5 separate regions of the Mus musculus genome follow, and regions 2, 3, 4 and 5 are each linked to region 1. The links are chromatin contacts, called in public HiCAR-type, HiChIP or PLAC-seq and promoter capture Hi-C maps. All regions are on one chromosome and are shown on one strand. Each heading gives the region's core, a stretch centred on a gene start, on an enhancer-like site or on the middle of the called end of the contact. The rest is flanking DNA. Distances are from core to core; before and after follow the strand shown. Region 1 holds the start of Nfe2l1 (nuclear factor, erythroid derived 2,-like 1). Region 2 holds the start of Med1 (mediator complex subunit 1). Region 3 holds the start of Phb (prohibitin). Region 4 holds the start of Zfp652os (zinc finger protein 652, opposite strand). Region 5 holds the start of Ngfr (nerve growth factor receptor (TNFR superfamily, member 16)).

Region 1 (2,700 bases), core at 141-2,640:
GGTTTCCCATGTCATTGTCCTTTCCAACTCTAAAGAGAAGACAGAGATTATTACTGAGAGACTGTGAAAAAATACATGAAAATGTTCAGGCCTCCATTTCATATGCCTTTTTGTTATTCCAACTTTTGAAATCTCATTTCCCCTTTCCTATCATTCTTTCATTCGTTAATTAATTAATTTATTTTTTTAAATAAAAGACCAGCCTAATAGCACAGGCCACTCAGAACGTTGAAACGTTAAGATCAGGGGTTTAAGACCAGCCTGGTTTCAATAGTAAAATAAAAGAATGTCCAGGACAAGGATACAGATCACGGGTGCCTGGTTAGAGGCCCTAGGTCCAATCCCCAGTATGGCAAAATAAAAGAACAGGGTAGGGTACAGGAGGACAGTGGAAGATTGTGGAGCCGTGCTCCACCTGGAATTTGAATTCACAGGTTTTAGCTTTATTCACATGACCTTCTGAGCCAAAGCAGAAGGATATGGCCAAGTTCTCGATCTCACTTGCCAAGTGGGGAGAAGGTAAATTTGCCTTCCCATTTCTGATTTCTACTTTTGAGCTTCCATTAAATTCCTAAACTCCTCTACTGTGGCCCACTATCAACTTCGCTCTAAAGGTGAAGTGGGAGCGACACGTAGGAGACACACACACCCACGAATACCCTCATTCGGTTGAGTAAACATCCCTGCTTTTGAAACCCGCCCGTCCTCGCGCAATTTACTACTAAAACTTCCCAAGAGCCACTTAAAGTTTGAGAGAGCAGACAAAGTTCTTCAAAGCCCACAAGGCCAAAGAGAGAGCGCTCCGGCCCCAGTCCGGTCCCACCCTGCCGTACCCGAGTCTGGATGAGACCAAGCTGCCATGCCCACTCTCGCCGACGCGCCTCCAAGCTTTCTGGGACACGGAGCGACAAGTGCTACTTTGCTGGCCTTGACCCACCCTTAAAAGCGAGCCTCACCCCGCCCTCCGTTCCCCAGGCCCCACCCCGCTCGCGAGCCCAGCCTCACCACGCCCTCCCATGCCCTCGGCCCTTCTCAGTCCAGCCCACCCAGGAACACGCTTTCTGGTCGGCCCCGCGTTTCTTTCCGGCCGTGTCCAGGGCCCGAGCCCGATCAAGACCCCTCTCGGCCTCCCGGGTCCCGCCTCCTGCTCCTCAACCACATCTCGCCGCCCCTTATCCCACAAGCTTTCGGCCCTGTTGCACCGCGGCTATCTCGTTGGGGAAGGGAATTAGAGCAGGTACCCGCTGCTGAGGTCACAGTCTGTCGCTGCCGCCACAGCAGGCCCTCAGCCCAAGTCCCGGCCTCGCCACCGCCGCCGTCGCCGCCACCTCCGGCCGGCCTGGAGCGCCCAGCCTCGGCTTCCCTCCCCGCCCCCTCCTTCCACTGCACTCGGAAACCCGCCCGCCACGGCCACCCCAGAAACAGTTGGTCCAATCAGATAGCCGGGACTAGAGTCGTCACCGGATGTCACTTTGATTGACAGCAAAGAAAACCCAATAGTCGAGTTTGTGTCTGCCCACTCGGCACAGTCCTCCCGAGACTGACGTGGAGAGAAGTCCAATGAGTGTGCAGGCCCGCCCCCCGGTATGGACCCACCAATGAGTGAGGCGAAGGCCCTAGTGTCCGGCATTCTGAACCTCTCCGCTGCGGGTTGGAGGTGGGCGGTGTTGTAAGTTAGGTGATTCTAGCTCATTGTGTGCCTAGGAATGCGGTCCTTTAAGGCAGATAATGGAGCATTGACGCCGGAGCCCGAGATTCCGTCCTTGAGGGTCCCCACGGTGACTTGTAAAAGTCCAGTGAGATCCGAGGGGGGGGCCGAGGCGGAGTACGGAGCATGTGGCTCTGATGGTCGCGACGTTCGTGTCGCCATCTTGAGTCCTGGCAACGGAAACCGGTACCCCCTGTCTGCCTTAGAGCCTGGTGTAACCTGTTCGTCAGGCAGGAAGGGTGGCATCTTGTAGCCCAGGCAACAGTCAGGTCGTGGAAACTGCGGGGCAGACGAGGGCCTTAGAGAAATGTTGGTAGTGTGATAGATAGGACATAGTAACTCGTTTTTGCCATCAAAGAAACACCGGGAAGAGCCCCTCCCCTTCCTCTAACCTCGCACACAGCTTAGTTTTTGCTTTTCAGGAACGTTCCATCGTTGCCAGAGTTCCCCATACAACTATAGTACCAAAACATTTTTTGTGACTCAAATATAAGTGTGCTCTCAACATCATTTATTAGATTCCAAATTACAAAGCCTTTGTGAGATTCTTGTTCAGTGACCCTGTGGTAGGGGCCTGATAACGTTCCCTATAAGTAATTCTGATACAGCTGGTCCGAAGACCACATGTAGGAAATCATTGTATTGAAGTTTGTACTGTGTAGCTGTGGGACAGAGGTGAGATGCCAACTGAGTTCTTGTCTCCTTTTAAGAGGCCATAATCTAGTTGACAGTTCATTATTCGCTGTCCTTGTGCAATTAAGGACAAGGCCAACTGATAATGCAGCAGATAAGTTCACTTCACGCTGTGCTAGGAGAGTTAGCACCAATATGGAGGGGTTCTCAGAATGTAAAGTACGTTTCACAGATATAATATGCACCAAGAATTCAACTGATTCTTACAAAAATTATTAAGCTACCACATACCTTTTTAAATGGAAACAAATTATTTTGAGCTAGTTAACACTTTCAAAGACTGTTTTTACTTCATCGTT
Region 2 (2,700 bases), core at 58-2,557, 1.4 Mb after region 1:
GCCTCTAAATTATCTTTAAATTAACATACAAAGCAATGCATATCATTTTGGCATTCTTATACATATAGGCCATTATACTTGGTCCAAGTCCTCTCCCTCTGAGAGCCACACTGCCCCAACCTCCAAACAGCCAAACCTCTCACTTCATTTCATATTCCACTAACCTTTCTATCCTGCAGACCTCCTTTGTTCCCACATGGTCCCATGTTTTCACAACCAACACACACCAACACATACCTACGTCGAGATTCCTCATAAGAGAAAATGTGCTATTTATCTTAATATGGCTTATTTTGAGTATCGTCCACTTTGCTACAAATGTCGAGACTTCATTTTTGGATAAGCCAGTCCAGGTCGTGGGAGGGAGTATCTGAACCAAGAATCAAACTCTTAGCTGGCCGAGAGGTGTGTAAGCCCGCACTTGGGAGGCTGAGGCAGGGGGACCTTGTCTCAAGAAACAAAGAAGATTCTATCCCTTCCCTTTTCTTCCCTCAACTGGGAAACTGGTTTGGGGATTGTTCCTGCCAGTTTATAGTTCTGAACACCTCTCCCCCAAGCTTTAAAGCCACCGGTCGTGCACAACTGAAAGCAGTTCGTAAAGACACAGCACAGTATTTGAACACTATGACCTTCCAAGTAATAAACGGCCCGCTTTTACTATGATGAAGATCGAACCAAGCAAGTCACTCCGGCTAAAACACCCTCCATTACTTTGACATTACATTGTTCTAGTGTCATCTTCAGCGATCTCTCCTGGAACAAAGCATCAACAAGTTTCAGTTTCCCTCTCCTTGGGTCCCACCGGGCTAAGCTCAAAGTACCCTGAGGCTCAACTTCCTCGTCCCTCGTCCCGCAGAAAACCTTTCACGAGTGGAGGAGACGGGGGAGCAGCGCCCCGGAGGAGGCGCTCCAGCATCTGTAGGGCTCGGTCGGGATCTAAGATGCACATTCCACCAGGATCCGGTCCCACGCACGGTGGCCCTGGAGGGGCGTGGGTCCCCACCTCCTCTCTCGGATTGGCTCGCCGCAGCGGTGTACCGCCCCTCCTTCCCCGCCACCCCCCAGTCACTCACCCTCGGTTTCCCCCTGAGCCTTCATCCTGACAGCGGGGAGGTCTTGGGTCCGCCACGAGCCGGGGAGCCTTTCCCCGCCACTCAGAGGGGAACCAAGTTAGCCTGGGCTCCGGGGAAGCGGCGCACCAGCGGCCCCGACTCTTCCGGGGAAGGCTCAGTCTGAAGTCCCCGGCGGCAAGAAGAGAAGGGTGCTCGCGGCCGCCGCCATCTTCCCCAACGGAACTTCCCAAAGATCGCGAGATTAATCGTGTTCCTGTGAGACGGAGGAAGAAGGAACCGCACCAAAGTCTCGCGGAGGTTGGCTGATTTCGTCCTCCCCGCAGGATCTCTAGCAGGCCCGGCTCCGATTGGCTCAGAATTCACACCTTGGCGTCTAAGGGTGTGTGCCCAGAGTTGACATCTCTCTGAAAGTTTATGTTTGCATCCCGACAGTTACACAATTTGTAAATTAAAAGCGTTAGCTCTTCCGTCCCGCGGTGGTGGCGGCTCAAGCCTTTGATCCCAGCAGACAGGCGGAACTCTGAGTTCGAGGCCAGCCTGGTCTACAGTGTGAGTTCCAGGACAGCCATGGCTACACAGAGAAACCCTGTCTCAAACGAAACAAAATGTTTGCTCTTTGAGCACCTGGAAAAGTGGCACACTCCTATAATCCCAATGAGGAAGGGGATAGTGAAAACCGGTCCTTACAAAATAATCTCTACTGAAAGATTTCCAGTGAGTTTTAGTGTTTGGGTGTTTAGAGTTTGCCTGGTGGTGGCGCACACCTTTAATCCCAGCGCTCTGAAGGGAGAGGCAGGTAGATCTCTGAGTATGAGGGCAGCCTGGTCTACAAAGTTTCTGGACAGCCAAGGCTACAGAGAAACCTTGCCTGGACAAAAACAAAACAAAACAACAAAAAAGTAAGATTTGTAAGATGACAAGACTTGTAACTCACCAGCAACATACCTGATTAGCATGTCTGAAGTCCTGGGTTTAATTCCTAGAGAAAGTGGGAAGGTGAAATTTCCTGAAGAACCAGAAGCAGTTATGTTGTTTAAAAAAAAGAAAGAAGGGGCTGGAGAGATGGCTCAGTTAATTTAAGAGCACCGACTGCTCTTCAGGAGGTCCTGAGTTCAATTCCCAGCAACCACATGGTGGCTCACAACCATCTGTAATGAGATCTGACTCACTCTTCTGGAGTGTCTGAAGACAGGTACAGTATATATATATACACACACACACACACATACATATACACATATACACGCATACATACATATATATATAATAAATAAAAGAAAAAGAAAGGAACTAGGGAGGCAGAGGCAGGCAGATTTCTGAGTTGGAGGCCAGCCTGGTTTACAGAGTGAGTTCCAGGACAGCCAGGGCTACACAGAGAAACCCTGTCTCGAAAAACCAAAAAAAAAAAAAAAACCCAAAAAACAAAACAAACAAACAAACAAAAACAAAACAAAAAAAGAATGACTTCACACACACAAAGAAGATGATTTTTGGAAAACATTATCATCGTTTACCATGTTGAGCTTGGCTCTGTACAGAAATTAACAGTATATTGATCTAAATTGAGCTTAATTTGTTTCCCATTTGTACAGAGGTAATGCACAATTTATAGTAAATAAATAAGGAC
Region 3 (2,700 bases), core at 52-2,551, 1.2 Mb before region 1:
AGCTTGCTTTCATGTTCGTTCGTTCGTTTTCTTTCTTCCTTTCTTTTAAATGTATATCTGGCTTCTTATATTTTAATAAGAAATAAATACCGATTGCAAATTTAAAATTGCATTTTATCTTTTAAATAAAAGTTAAGCTAAGAATAAGGAGCAGGTCTTTCTTAGAAGTCCAATGCACTATCCATTGCGCCACAGTGCCAGGGGTTTTCATGTTCTTTACAGATATTCTCAGGAGAGTTTGTATTTCGGGAGCAACAAGCCCAAAAAAATAAACTACTTCATTTTAGATTTGTGTCATGGAGAGGAATGCTATAAAAGTCACTATTTGCTTAATTGGCAAAATTGGAATGCAGACATGGATAATATTTACTTAAGTAAAAGGATAGTAGCCGGGCGTGGTGGCGGACGCTTTAATCCCAGCACTTGGGAGCCAGAGGCAGGCGGATTTCTGAATTCGAGGCCAGCCTGGTCTATAGAGTGAGTTCCAGGACAGCTAGGGCTACACAGAGAAACCCTGTCTCGAAAACAAACAAACAAACAAAAACAAAAAACAAAACAAAACAAAAAGTAAGAGGATAGATATCCTTGATCTTAGAGAATAGTAGGAGAAAGAGAAAAGTGGAGGGAGGCGAGGAGATGGAACAAAAACAACAACAAATACGCAAATTGTTGACAACAGGTGAACTTGAGAAGCCATACACATGATCTCCGTCCCTTTTTTGCAATTCCTCGAATATAACTTGGAAAAAAAGATGCCCAGAGATTTAGACCCTAAATCAAGAGCCTTTACTGAAGTATTGCAAGACCTGAATGACCGACTCCCTTCCTCTTCTTTCTAAGCCGTTTTTAAGGTTATGGAGTGGCTTGGAAGATCAACATCTTACGTCCCTGAGGGCTGTCCTTAACTTCCCTAGCAGTCTCTCAGTGCATGAATTATTTTACCTCACCTTTATCCAAAATGCCCACCCATTCCTTCACCACCTTGTGATTTCCTCTACCAAGTGGAAGCCCAACTCCTTTCCGATCCAGTCTGCTTCCGGCTTCTGGAACCACCTCCTTGAGGAATAGGCACGTGCATATATTACCAAGGAACTACAACTCCCGAAAGGCTTTGCGGCAACATCCCATCCGTTCTCACCAGTCAGAAACGGGTTTCCTGAAAGAGCCCGTTGCTGCATGATCTTTTGGGAGTTGTAGTTGACCTCATTAAAGCCACAGAGCCCGCGGAAGACTGCAAAACACGTTTCCCAGAATGCACGTCGCTCGGCTTCACCAATTGAAGGGTCGGATCTTGAAGAGGCGGGGGTCGGGGGGGGGGGAGGAGCTGCCTGGCGCACGCGCAGTATCCGGAGCTGGGGAATTCATGTGGAGGTCAGAGTGAAAGCAGGTAAGCGTGGTAGGAGCGGTAGAGGCCTCTGGTCCTATGTCCCTGTAGCCTGCCTCTGCTTTCCTATGTACAATGAGGGCATGGGATGCATGTGTGGGTACGCCTAGTGGAGAAGGGGGAAATCTCGGTCCAGAAGGAGTTAGGAATGTGCAAGGGGAGGGGACAGGATGAGGAAAAATCCAGAAGCTGGTGGAGTAAAAAGAGCTGGATGTCAGAGACAGAGGATAAATGTGCATGGAGAAATCCCGATACACAAGCAGTTGAAGTCTGAGAAAGGGGAGGGCGAGTTTGAGGATTGTACCAAGGGTGACGCAGGGGCGGGACATTAAAAAGTTCAAGGCTAACTGGTTTCTAGTTTGTCAGCTACGTGCCCCCACCCGTCCCGCCGCAGCCCCACCTCCAGTCCTTCACCGCTCTGCCTCGCTGCACCCCTGCCAGCCCCTGCTTTCCTATTAACTGGTATGGGGAGGAGTTCTACAATGTCTTCTAGAATTCGGTCTTCTCATTCTAACCCTGGTTCTACTACTTAAGAGTATAACCTCTCTATGCACTTCAGCAGTCATAACCTTCATAAAGTAACTGAAGGTTAAACAAGGCTGTCGGAGACCGTGTAACTTAAATGTTAACAGAAATTGCCCTTTTTGTTGTTGGCTTCAGCCGTGTAGCACCGGTCTCGCTTGTGGCCTATTGGTCTAGGAAAAGGGAGTGTGGTTTTTCTGTGTACTAAGTTCCTCGTGGGTACAAAGCACCGTTCCTACGCTGAGCCAAGTGTCGCAGACTCTTTCTCTGAATGGTTGTAAAGAAACACGTCCACAAACGCAGACATGATCTACAGTTTGCAAGGTGGTCAGTGTTATGGGGCGTTCAGTGAGTGAGTTTGGGCCCACAGGTGTAGACATATGAAAATGTATGTTGAGACATGAACTCTGTGCCTCAGAGCGGGCTTTCTCTGAGAATCTGGTGTCAAAGTGTTTTATGTTTACCCCGTGTTTAGGTGTGAGTGGAAGCAACAGAAGGAGTCATGGCTGCCAAAGTGTTTGAGTCCATTGGAAAGTTCGGCCTGGCGTTGGCAGTTGCAGGAGGCGTGGTGAACTCTGCTTTGTATAATGGTGAGGCGCGGAAGAGCTTTCTGCATAGTTTCTGTTGATCTGCATAGCCCATGTGTCATTCCTTTTAAAAAAAAAAAAAGATTTATTTATTTTATTTATATGAGTACACTGTCGCTGTCTTCAGACCCACCAGCAGAGGGCATTGAATCCCATTACAGATGGTTGTGAGCCACCATGTGGTTGCTGGGAATTGAAATCAGGACC
Region 4 (2,700 bases), core at 76-2,575, 1.1 Mb before region 1:
CAGGTCATTTTATTCCCTCGAAGGTTTGGGTGAGTGGGTTATGGCCGGCTGTTCTGGGAGAAAAAGTTAGCTGCATCTATATGGAAATTGTTTCTATGATGTGGGGGTCAGCTTTTGTGGAAGAACATTAATATCCTATGTTCTTAATGTTAGAAGAAGAGGGCTGGAGAGATGGCTCAGAAGTTAAAAGCTCTTCTTACTCTTACAGCGGACCTGGGTTCAATTCCTAGCCGCCCCCCCCCCCCCCGTCCTACAAGCCACTCATAACCCCAGTTCCAGGGGAATCCATCAAATGTCACAGGTGCACATGCACACATCCAGGTAAAACATTCATACACACAATGTAAAAGAAAGAAAGAAAGAAAGAAAGAAAGAAAGAAAAAATGTAGTAGAGCCCAACAATAAAAACCAACAATGTTAGGAGCTCCATTCAAGCTGTAGAGACCTTCAGAAGTTTGGTTTCTGGTGGGGAAGGGTTATCCTGATCTTAGGGATGTCATCTTGGGTCTTTTTCATGGAGACTTCACTTGCCAAGTCATTTCCTCTCCCTGTACACTAAGCACTTTCAATTACAGACACTCTCTTTTGGCTCTGAGCTTGGATAAATGCTACCTTGTTAGCTAATAGTACCATTAATTATATTAATGATTAATAGCTAATTAGTCATAATGTGGTCATGCTTCTTCCAATGGAGCCTTCCTTTCTTGCAACAGTTCTGGGACTCTAGCGCACGCGCGCACACACACAGACCACACAGACACACGCACGCACGCACACACTTCCCTATTTCTGGCCACAGGATGAGCCCAGCAGTCCATCCTGTTTGCTTACCATACTGGCGGTCTCTAAATCCCCCTAGTTGTAATCAACTATCCCATTTGTCTGGTGGATGGCTACTTCTTACAAGTGTCGCCCCTTCTATTTCTGTCACTCACTGACTGCTCTCTACTAACAAGGTGGCCAGCAATTAGGGTTTTTTTCTTTTTGAACCGTATTCCATAAGTCAAAGATATCTACTTCCAAATCTCACTCTGACCCACTTTTCCACTTTCTCCCCCCTTTGCACTTTTACGTTTTCTTATTTCTTAGGATCTCAAACCCCCTGCCCACAGATACTTCGTCTTCTGCCTTCAGGCTTCCTTTTGAAAACCACGCCCCCACCCCCTTAAGCGTCGCGCATGCGCAGCCCACGACTTTACCTGGGCGCTCGGGAGTGGGCGGAGTGGGCAAGGGCCGGGGGTGGAGCAGGCAGCCGGCGGTTATCTGCTCGGCTGAGCGCTCACATTGTGGCAGGAGGGAGAAAAGGTGCGCCCAGGCCGAGCCGAGGGCCGCGCATGCGCGCCGACCCCCATAGCCGGGGATGGGGTGTGTAGGGGGGGGAGGTGTCGGGATCCCGACCGCGCGGGGGGGAGGGGGGGGCGCGTGCAGGGGCGTGCGCGCGCGCGCGCTCCCGCCGGCCTCCCTGCCCCCTTCGCGCACGACATCCCTACAGCACACCCCCTCCCCCGCCGCCCGCCCCGCGCGCCGCCCGCTCCGCGGCCCCGCTCGGCCTCGCGCGCTCGGAAGGGAGTCGCGAGACGTCGGAGCGGCGGCCACGTAGCGCTGCGGCGGCGGCGGCGGCGGCGGCCGAGGCCGGGTCTGAGGATCGGCCCAGAGCGCAGACGTTGGGCAGGGGGAGGGGCCGGCACGGCGGGCGGTGGGGACTGGAGCGACGCGGCGCGGCGCGGCGACAGGCCCCCGCCGCGGGGATGGGCCGCCGAAGCGGCGGTGGTGGCGGTGGCGGCGGCGGCGGCGGCCCGGGTGAGTAGGAGCCCCTTCCCCGCGCTCTCGCCTCCCGCCGCGGCGGCGCCCTGGCAGCCGCGTTTCCTCTGCGCCCGGCCGGGCTGGCGGAGCCGGAGGAGCCTGCGCCGAGGCAGCTGCGTGCGCTAGGCCGGAGCAGCCCCCATCCGGCGGGCAGGCCCCGGGCGCTGCGCGTCTGCCGCTCTCAGCTTGGCCCGGGGTGCCGGCTCCGTACCCCCGCCCCCTCTCCCCAGCTTAGCTGCAGTTTTGCAGCGAGTGGGTTCGCCTCGAGGCCTGACGGGGTGGCCGGGGTGCACGGGTTAGTAGGCTGAGGAGAGCATTCTCTTGCCCTGCAGCTGGTGGCTTGCACCCACTACCTCCCCCGCCGTGCGGTTGCGCCCAAACCTCCAGCCCTCGAGAGTATTGTGGCACCAGGAGATAACACGCATGTGATGTACACTCGCCACCCGCAGCACCACACTCAGCCCAGTGGGCGATGCAGACCTTTCTCCACCCTCACTTCGTCCACCCCTCCAATCAGGCTTTACTAAAGAGTCCCAGGTCGGAGACACCAAAGAGAGGGATACCCCTGTTACATCTCTATGAAACATGTTCGTTGTCGAGGGATGACTATTGTAGAAATGATAGATGTCTCTGCTTTGCCTCGAAGTCAGTCTTTAGGATTTAAGATCCTGTATGCTCCTCTTTGAAGCGGGCCGGTCTTTGATTACATCTAGCTCATCCCTCCCCCAACAACAACATCAGGAACACGCGCGAGCACACACACACACACACACACACACACACACACATATATGCACACGCACACTCGCACACTTCCTGATTGCGGAACGGCCCCTGTCATTGCGGATCCATTGTCAGAAGTGGCTTGTGCCAATCAAAGGAATGTGCCTTTGGAGG
Region 5 (2,700 bases), core at 113-2,612, 1.2 Mb before region 1:
TTAGAAGGGACTCAGTGCGCAGCCCAAGGCGCGCACGCAGCTCCCAACAGCAATCCCTCGCCCGCAGTGCCCCCTGCGGGTCGCCTGGGGTTTTGCATCCCCTAGCTGTGCGCTGCCGGAACCATCACAGCCTTGAGAGTCCCAGCGCTCCGCATCTCGAGAGCTGGCCGGCGTTTAATAGGGTAGGGGGATGCCCCGGCTCTGTCTCTCCGGGTCCACTGAGTTGCTTCAAACCACGTGAAAGGTTTGTCAAGGAACTACCCTAGAAGCGGATTTGCCATAGTGAAGTGAGCGCTCTCTTCCCTGCCTGGGATGCCCAGACGCAATTCCCGGACTGGGCGAGGCCGCTAGAAAGAGCGCTAGAACCCACGCGGGAAACGTCTGTGACTGGGCTGTCCTCATCGCATCGTCCTTGAGTAGACAGACAGGCGGGGCCCCGAGCACTTTAGGGTATGCACCTTCTTTCCATTTCTCTATCTCTTTTGTGGTTGTCTCTTTTCTGCCCTCCATAAAGCCCACTTCTCTCTCTTCAACCTCTCTGCCACTCCCGAATCGCTCCTTTCGATGCCCCTCCCCCCCATTGTCTGGCCGGTCCCCATTGTCCATACTGGGTCCCCTCTGCCTCCAGTCCCTCCAGCTGCCTCCCGCATTGTTCCGTCTCTAGCCCCTCACATCTTTAGTGCCGATCTCTTTCCCTTCCTTCTCTCTGCCCTACAACTCCCCAGGGACTAAGATGCTAAAGAGAAAACTCCCCTCGGGATCCCAAAATTCACACGCTGTCGTCAAAAGAACCCAGGCGCCCGAGATTCCCAAACCTCCCTCCACCCCACTCGAGACTGCTCCCAGTCTCCTACACCGCACCCGTCGTAGTGCTCAAGAACCAGCAGCAGCAAGCAGAACCAAGAACGGGTGTCGTTGCAACAGTCCTGTCTGCATCTCTATCCTGGGACTGGGTCGCCTCTGCGCTCTGAAAGTCCTAGAAGCTAGGAGCGCCCCTGTGGGTCATGATCCCGCAGCTCCTCCGCCACCCGTTGCCAGCATCTGGGACCTTAACGTCTTATTCTGTTCCCTGGGTGGTGGCACCCACATCCCCTTGGGGTTCAGCTCTTTGAAAAGGTTAACGGAGGTCCCTCCTACTAATCACTTACCCCTAGAAGCAGCAGCAGCAGCAGCAGCAGGCGCAGCCGGTCCATGGCGCTGCAGGCAGCACCTGCCCTCCTCATTGCTCGCCTCCGGCGACAGCGCTCAGCTTCTAGCTCAGTCCGCTCTGCGGACCGATGGTGCTGCGCGCTGAGCTGAGCTGCGCTGCGCTGCGCTCCAGCGCCCGCTGCCCGCCGGAGCTGGCGGAGGCTCCACTCGCTCTGGCTGCTAGCGGGCGGGAGCAGCTGGGTGAAGGCAATGCAGCAGCCCCGCCTCCTCCCCGCCCAGCCCGCCCAACTCCCCCCCCCCCCCAACCCCTCCGGAACCGCGCCCGCCCGGCTGCCTAGGGTGGGGAGTCCAGAGCAGTCAAGTGAGGCGTGAGAGGAGCCGCACCCGTGTGCCCCGCTGTGGCTTCTCAGTGGGCTGCCCCACGTACCCAGGGCACCTCCGGTTATGCTGAGCATAAGATGCTTCGGATCCAACGGGGGCCATTGCTCTCCTACTGATGAAGCCTGCCTCGGGGTTAACTCTCTTAAACATCTTTAGCCTAATTGCCTACCTAGCCCTTATTCCGAAAATGAGGCTGCCCTCCTTTTATGGTTGGATACACACCTTATTCCATTCTCTCTCTGTTCCAACTTGTGGAGGGATATGTTCCTTGGGGCCTTCAAGGTGAAATCTATCCCAATATCATAATTTGGGATATCTGTCTGACACTGTTTCTCTGTCTCTGTCTCTGTCTCTCTGTCCCTGTCTCCCCCTCTCCTACACACACACACACATACACACACACACACATGATAGAACCTAGGACCACACACACACACACACACACACACACACACACATGATAGAACCTAGGACCACACACACACACATGCTAAGCAAGCATTGTATCACAGAACTCTATCTCCAGCCTTTCATGAGCTTGAATGAGTCACAGGTGTGCACATAAACCCCAGGAATACACAAACACACTCTCAAGTGCACCTGTACGTGTGTGTGTTGACGTACTGACATCTGCCTATACCGTCCCTCAGGCATTCATATAGACCTGCTCATCCTACAAGGGCTCCTAACACAGACCAGACATACATCAATGCACACAGGCTGACATTCACATATACACTCCTACACACTCACATGTGTGCACTGCACAGTGGTAGTCACACAAGCCCACATCTGTATTTTGCCCTCAAATGCACACACACACACACACACACACACACACACACACACACACACACACAGAGTATACAGACAACACACAAACATGATTACATGAGTTTGTGAGTTTCCTACGGGCAGGGACAGTAGTGTCTTCTCTGACCACCCAAGTGTTCAGTCATGGAGGGGATTCAAGGGGAGAGCTGTTGAATGGATTCAACATCCACAGACTCATCCGTGAGCTGTGTAGGCCTTCTGAGGATCACACTGGCCATGCTCTAGAAGCGTGGCACATCAAACCACCTGTATGCCAAGGAATGTGCAGTCAGTCTTTCAGAAGAAACACCGCCCCGCCCTTCTCTGGTTCCCAGACATCGAAGGCCCTGGTACAGA

What was found. Promoter capture Hi-C pulls out the DNA fragments that hold promoters and counts their contacts. HiCAR-type assays count read pairs that join an accessible place to other places. HiChIP or PLAC-seq counts read pairs in DNA pulled down with a chosen protein or histone mark.
Region 2: a contact with region 1 is called in a promoter capture Hi-C map of pre-B cells, with 4 times the contacts expected there. The contact joins the promoter of Med1 here to the promoter of Nfe2l1 in region 1. A contact is called at or near these places in 2 of 39 promoter capture datasets (liver and pre-B cells).
Region 3: a contact with region 1 is called in a HiCAR-type map of astrocytes, with 4 times the contacts expected there. The contact joins the promoter of Phb here to the promoter of Nfe2l1 in region 1. A contact is called at or near these places in 1 of 484 Hi-C or Micro-C datasets (B cells) and 3 of 115 datasets of contacts at active chromatin or transcription factors (astrocytes, forebrain and large pre-B cells).
Region 4: a contact with region 1 is called in a promoter capture Hi-C map of 3T3-L1-derived adipocytes, with 4 times the contacts expected there. The contact joins the promoter of Zfp652os here to the promoter of Nfe2l1 in region 1. A contact is called at or near these places in 7 of 39 promoter capture datasets (3T3-L1-derived adipocytes, the C10 cell line, frontonasal cranial neural crest and 3 more) and 4 of 115 datasets of contacts at active chromatin or transcription factors (astrocytes, bone marrow-derived dendritic cells, neural tube and 1 more).
Region 5: a contact with region 1 is called in an H3K4me3 HiChIP or PLAC-seq map of embryonic hindbrain, with 4 times the contacts expected there. The contact joins the promoter of Ngfr here to the promoter of Nfe2l1 in region 1. A contact is called at or near these places in 1 of 39 promoter capture datasets (pre-B cells) and 1 of 115 datasets of contacts at active chromatin or transcription factors (embryonic hindbrain).

The regions. Positions count from the first base shown.
Region 1 is chr11:96,828,578-96,831,277 of GRCm38.p6, forward strand. Nfe2l1 (nuclear factor, erythroid derived 2,-like 1) reads right to left here and starts at 1,391. Exons shown (of 5, transcript NM_008686.3): 1 at 1,242-1,391.
Region 2 is chr11:98,191,986-98,194,685 of GRCm38.p6, forward strand. It overlaps Med1 (mediator complex subunit 1), which reads right to left and starts at 1,308. Exons shown (of 17, transcript NM_001080118.1): 1 at 1,074-1,308. The coding sequence starts at 1,098. Gm38963 (a long non-coding RNA gene) reads right to left here. Exons shown (of 4, transcript XR_880193.2): 4 at 1,951-2,052.
Region 3 is chr11:95,665,656-95,668,355 of GRCm38.p6, forward strand. Phb (prohibitin) reads left to right here and starts at 1,302. Exons shown (of 7, transcript NM_008831.4): 1 at 1,302-1,387; 2 at 2,382-2,496. The coding sequence starts at 2,409.
Region 4 is chr11:95,711,429-95,714,128 of GRCm38.p6, forward strand. Zfp652os (zinc finger protein 652, opposite strand) reads right to left here and starts at 1,326. Exons shown (of 2, transcript NR_045780.1): 1 at 1,200-1,326.
Region 5 is chr11:95,586,336-95,589,035 of GRCm38.p6, forward strand. Ngfr (nerve growth factor receptor (TNFR superfamily, member 16)) reads right to left here and starts at 1,363. Exons shown (of 6, transcript NM_033217.3): 1 at 1,149-1,363. The coding sequence starts at 1,223.